Linked DNA regions of Capra hircus: region 2 is linked to region 1. A link is a contact called in public Hi-C data. All regions are on one chromosome and are shown on one strand. Each heading gives the region's core, a stretch centred on a gene start, on an enhancer-like site or on the middle of the called end of the contact. The rest is flanking DNA. Distances are from core to core; before and after follow the strand shown. Region 1 has its middle 45 kb from the start of LAPTM5. Region 2 holds the start of SDC3 (syndecan-3).

Evidence for each region. Hi-C and Micro-C count contacts between places; a contact is called where the count stands out from the background.
Region 2: a contact with region 1 is called in a Hi-C map of blood, with 2.9 times the contacts expected there. The contact joins the promoter of SDC3 here to the enhancer-like site in region 1. A contact is called at or near these places in 4 of 5 Hi-C or Micro-C datasets (blood and liver).

What each region holds. Positions count from the first base shown.
Region 1 is chr2:13,202,771-13,205,474 of ARS1.2, reverse strand. No RefSeq gene overlaps it. Among named protein-coding and RNA genes, the nearest start is that of LAPTM5, 45 kb to the right of the region's middle. Within about 2 kb of position 1,419, at least 1 of the 5 cell types and tissues checked has an H3K27ac peak or open chromatin away from gene starts, as enhancers often do.
Region 2 is chr2:13,304,806-13,307,601 of ARS1.2, reverse strand. It overlaps SDC3 (syndecan-3), which reads left to right and starts at 1,438. Exons shown (of 5, transcript XM_018057257.1): 1 at 1,438-1,590. The coding sequence starts at 1,453.

The DNA.
Region 1 (2,704 bases), core at 170-2,669:
TCTGGGGGCCTGAGGAGGGTCATACTTCCTCAGGATGAGTCCAGCTGAGTCTTGGCCAGGGGAGGCCTTTGGAATGTCTGCTGGAGGATGGGAGAATGTGAATGTAAGCAATGATTAAAGAGCTCAGGTTGTAGAAACAGACAGCTCTGGGTTTGAATTCTGCCTCTGCCACCTGTTAGCTGTGCGACATCAGACAATCATTTGACCTTTCAGAATCTCAGTTTCCTCATCTGTAAAATGGGGATAATATGTTTTGGTGAGGATCACAGATATCACATCCAGAGTGCTTGGTGCTTAGTAAACAGTTTGCACATGTCAGCTTTTATTAGTAGGGTCAGAATTAGGCTCTCTAGAATTTGAGAGTCAAGGTAGAATTAGTGAAAATTGGGACCAACGGCTGCCAGTCCATTTGAGGTCTGTCTATGTTTGCTTCTTGGAATCACCCAGAGGACCCTGCTGGGGAGTCAGGAGGGCCATGACCTCAGAGCTGGCATTTGGGTAATAGCAGGATGAATAGTGAAGCAGATCTGAGTTCAAACCCTGCTTCTTCTACATACCTGCAGGGTGACTTTGGGCAATCTTTGTTCCCTTTTAGCTTCAGTTGCCCCTTCTGTAAGATGGGGGCATTATTACTTGCCCCAAAGGAGTTTGGTAACAATTTAATAATATTGTTATACTGGACACAAGTATCCATCCAGTTGTCAGTTCCTTAGACCTCAATAAATGTTTTATTTCTTAAAATGATTTCCTCCCCAGTAAATCATTTTCCCTGTCATATTATTTGTTTTTGGAGAACTATGTGGGCTGCTTGTAGCTGGTTTTCTTCCGTCCATCCCTCCATCCACCAAATGCATCCATCCCTCTTTAATGCCAGACCTGCAATGTGCACTGAGGATCTGGATAAAGCAGTTCAGAGAGACGTGATTGCCCAGAGGAGCAGGGATAGGCTTCCCTAGCTGAGAGGTGAGATGCCTCGCTCAGATTTGCAGGCGCGATCAGGACTGGCCCGCGTGGGTTGCACTGCTTATGTGCAAAGGCACAGAGGCCTGGTCCTGAGACTGTGAAGCTCTTGGAAAACCAGAGTAGGAGAGGGTACAAATGAAGAAGACTCACTTGTTTCCAGGGTCCTTCTAGGGCTGGGCTCCTTGATCTCCCGTAAACGGGGTGTGCGCGCCCTCTGCTGGCCTTCCCGCTGACTGCACCTTAGGCTTTGGAGACTCCCAGCCACTGGGTCTGGAAATCAAATGCCCATAAAAGGTGGACTGTCTCAACCGGGAAGGACCCCCGGGATCATCCACCCATGCCTCACCGGTAGAGACAGGAGGCCCCGTGCGGGGCAAGGAGCTTGCGCAGAGCAGGAATTCGAGGCCCTAAGTCCGAGATGGGGCTCTGTCCATGCCTGGAGTGGGGGTGGGGGGCGGTGTTCCTCGCAGGGGAACTCCAGGTAGGGGGTGGGGAGGGGGTGATCGTGGAGCGCAGAGGAGGTTTTCAGATTCTCAGCTCTCACCCCATCTGGCTGGCTCCGTCGTGGGATTTCCTGTTTTGTCTTGGAGCAGCGTCATTGCAACCTGATAGCCACGAAACGGGGACTCAAGGTCTGTGCGTGTGTGTGTGTGTGTGTGTGTGTGTGTGTGTGTCTGTGCGCGTGTGTGAACGGCTGGCGGTGGTGTCCATCAGCAGGTGCCCAGGGCTGGTGACGTCACCGGACAAGTGCTCGGGTCTCCGTTTGAACCGGTTTGCCCAGCCCCAAGTCCTCAGGACCCGCCACCAGCTGGAGCGGGGGCAGTGGACTGAAGGGACGTGAACGCAGGAAAGATGCTTGCCTTCGGAGCCAGGGTCAGAGGCAGGGGTGGTTGCGGGAGCTAGGATGGACTTTGTATTGGGTCGGACGTGGGGAGGGTAGGAGAGATGAGAGTGCGGGCTGCTGCCCAGGCTTCCAACCCTCAATGAGAGGAGGAGGCTGGGGGCACCTGCCCGCAGCCACCGGGTGCCTGAAAGCTCATTACATACGGAGAGCACAGGTTCCTCCTGACCACCTCTTGCCCCCTCCCTGTCCTTTCTCTTGGCTGGGCTGCTGAGTATGTGTGAGCCTGCATAGGCATGTGAGTGTGTGTGCTGTGTGTGTCGCTGCCCGTGGGCTAGAAGCTTGGTGCCACTGGGGATGGGAACCTTAAAAGCCTTATTGCTCCAGGAAGAGGCCTGCTTGGCTGGGAGGTGTGACCTTTTAGGTCCTGTTCTGATCTCATCAAGGCCAGGGGTCTGAGCTTGCTCCCAGTAGGTGGTACCTGGAGACCTAGCCTGCCTTTAGAGTTCAGATGGGAATTCCAGCCCTGCACCCATCTCCCCTGTGGGGTGGTCCCGGTCAAGTCTCTGCCTCTCTCAGAGCCTTAGTGTCATCACTGACAAGCAGGACAATGATCTCTAGCTCGCAGGTGTCTGGGGAGGATGGAATGGGGTTTTGCAGGCCGAAGTCTCAGCACGGTGCCTGGCACCTGGCATGCCCTGGATGAAGGGTGGAGGGTATTATTATTTTTAAACCAGGCGCCCTATCCCTCAGTACTCAGGCTACCACCTACCTCTCTGACTTCGTCTCTTTCTTCTTCCTCTTGTTCCAGCCACACTGGCCTTCCACCCACACTTGGAGAATACCAGCCCTGGTCCAGTCCAGAGCCTTCTGCCCAGTTGTTGCCTGGTTGGTTCCTGC
Region 2 (2,796 bases), core at 189-2,688, 100 kb before region 1:
ACTCTTTGCAACCCCATGAATTGCAGCATGCCAGGCCTCCCTGTCCATCACCAACTCCCGGAATTCACTCAAACTCATGTCCATCGAGTTGGTGATGCCATCCAGCCATCTCATCCATCATCTCATACATCTTCTCCTCCTGCCCCCAATCCCTCCCAGCATCAGAGTCTTTTCCAATGAGTCAACTCTTCTCATGAGGTGGCCAAAGTACTGGAGTTTCAGCTTTAGCATCATTCCTTCCAAAGAAATCCCAGGGTTGATCTTCAGAATGGACTGGTTGGATCTCCTTGCAGTCCAAGGGCTCCAGTAGCATATTGGTCACCTACCCACCTGGGGAGTTCCTCTTTCAGTATCCTATCATTTTGCATATCTATACCCTTCTTCCTCCAAAACAGGTGGATGGGAGTGAGCGGAAAACACATTCACTGATCCAACGAATAGGCACTGAACCGCTGTTCTGCACCAGAGCAGTGCTGGGGACAGAGCAGTGAGCAAGACGACCAAGCCGCTGCCCTCCTGGGACTCTCGTGTAGTGGTGGGAGACCCCAGAGGGTAAGCGAAGTGCCTCATACGTCAGGCGGAGATAAAAGCCACAGAGAAACCCACGATGAGCACCCAAGGGAAAATGACCACAGCTCGGGACACCCCCCCATCTGGGACATACTTTTCACACCACCTGCGCTGGGAGCAGAAGGGTCTGCAGCCTACAGTGAAGAATCCGAGTCTGGGAGAGCTGGCAGCGCCTGCCTGGGGTCACATAGCTGCGGGGGAAGAAGCACCTGGCCAGGCCTGTCCACCCAGTGACCCGGGGCCCAGAGGGGAGACTGAGGCCTGCTCTGCGGTCCCGCTGCCCACCCGTGTCCTGGAGACATCAAAGCCCAATGAACTCGGATGACCTGTGGCCCCCTCTTGTGGATCGGCTAGAGGGGCTGATGGGTCCTGGGAGAGTCAGTGAACCCTTAGCAGGAGGGTACCCACGGCCAAGCAGATGAGACCCATCTGCACGGACTCTGACGAGCCAGGTCGTACCCCGCACTTCCACGCGGGGTCCTTCCCCCTCCAAGCCCCGCGACGGCCAGGGGCGGCGCGCGCTGCGGGTCCCGGTCCCCAGAGCGAGGTTCAGTGAGGCCGGCGACCCGTCCCCGCTCGCGCGATTTCCTCGGCACCCCTGTCCCGCGGCGGGCGGGTGCGTGCGGAGCGCGGGGCGCGCAGGGACCCCGGCGGCGGGGGGGCGCTCAGCGCCGGCCCCGCCCCTCCGCGCCCCGCCCCCCGCGCTGGGGGCGGCCCGGCGGCAGCGCACGCTTCCTGCGGGCGCGGCGGCCGTGGGCGCGGAGCTGCCGGGCGGAGCCGGGCCGCCGAGCCGGAGCCCCGACCGAGAGCGCGCCGGGCCAGCCGCCGGGCCGCGCCGCCGCCGCCGCCTCGGGAACAAAGGCGCCCGCCGCCGCCGCCGCCATGAAGCCGGGGCCGCCGCACCGCGCCGGGGCCGCCCACGGGGCTGGCGCCGGAGCCGGGGCCGCGGCCGGGCCCGGGGCCCGCGGGCTGCTCCTGCCTCCGCTGCTGCTGCTGCTGCTGGCGGGGCGCGCCGCGGGGGTGAGTGCCTCCCGTTCCCGCGCCCCGCGCCGGCCTGCGGGGAGCCGGTGCCTGGCCGCCCGTGCCTCCCGGGGGCTAGTATTCCCGCCGGCGGGGGGACCCTTCCCCGAGGGCGGCCTGGGGTCCCGGCGGGGGTCCGGGCGCGGGGCCGCGCTGGGCGTGTCTCGGGTCTGAGCGGACGTGGCTTGGTGCTTCGTGGGTGTGCCCGGACCGCGGCCACTTTTAGGGAATGGGGTCGCCTCCTCCTGCGGGGGGGAAGGGTGTGCTTTCGGTTTTTCCCTCCGAGGGTCGTTGCAGGAGGGCCGGGGGCGGTGTGTGGGGGGGCTGGCGGCCCGGGGAGGGGGAGGGGAGGAGGGTGACTTGTGTGAAGGTGACCTGAGGGGGTGGGTGAGGATGACCGCGTGTGTGGCCAGCTCCGTGGAGGGTGCTGGGACCCGTGGGGTGTGCACGCGTGAAGGATGAGGCGTGAGGACCAGCCCGTCCCTGTGGATGGGGGCCCCGTGCCCTACCTGCGTGTGGTCGTGTCAGGGTGACCCATTGTGTCTGTGTGCACCCGGGGCCGGGCTGGAGACCGTTGGCCATGCTGAGTGTGCTTGCAGGGGGTGACTGTGTTGGGGGGAGGCCTCTGTGGTGTGTGTGTGTGTGCAAGCGTGTGCAGGCAGGTGTATGGTTGACCCGGTGCATGGAGCACGCACCTCTCCAGGGCCGCGCGTGTGCTGGTAGCCGTTAGTATACATGTATGACTTGACCCCTCAGTGTCTCTTTGACCGCAGCAGGCTCAGTCCTGGCTCCATCAGGGGCAGCAGGAAGAAAGGCCACCTCCTCCTCCTTGCGGGACCCAGGTCCCAAGTGAGTTCCCCATCGGCACGTGTCTGGAGCCTGGCCTGGCCATGAACTGGGGAGACTTCTAGTTCCCTTGGTTGGTTCTAGGAGTTATGCCTGGCACCCCCCATTCCCCAGGGTGAGAGGAACCCAGGCCTTTCAGGCAACCCCCCAGGTGCCTACTCTGCCCCTTCAAGTCTCTTTGGGCCTCAGTTGGCCAGTCTGTGAAATGGGAGGAGGTTGGGCAGGGGCTTTTCAGACAGACATGCTATTCCTCAGTCCTCCCCATCTGTCTGAGGGCTTTGAGCTGGGTTGGGTGGGGTGGGGAAGTGTTGAATGCCAGGCTGAGTACTGGGCCTCGTGGGCTGGGTGCCTCATCCCCAA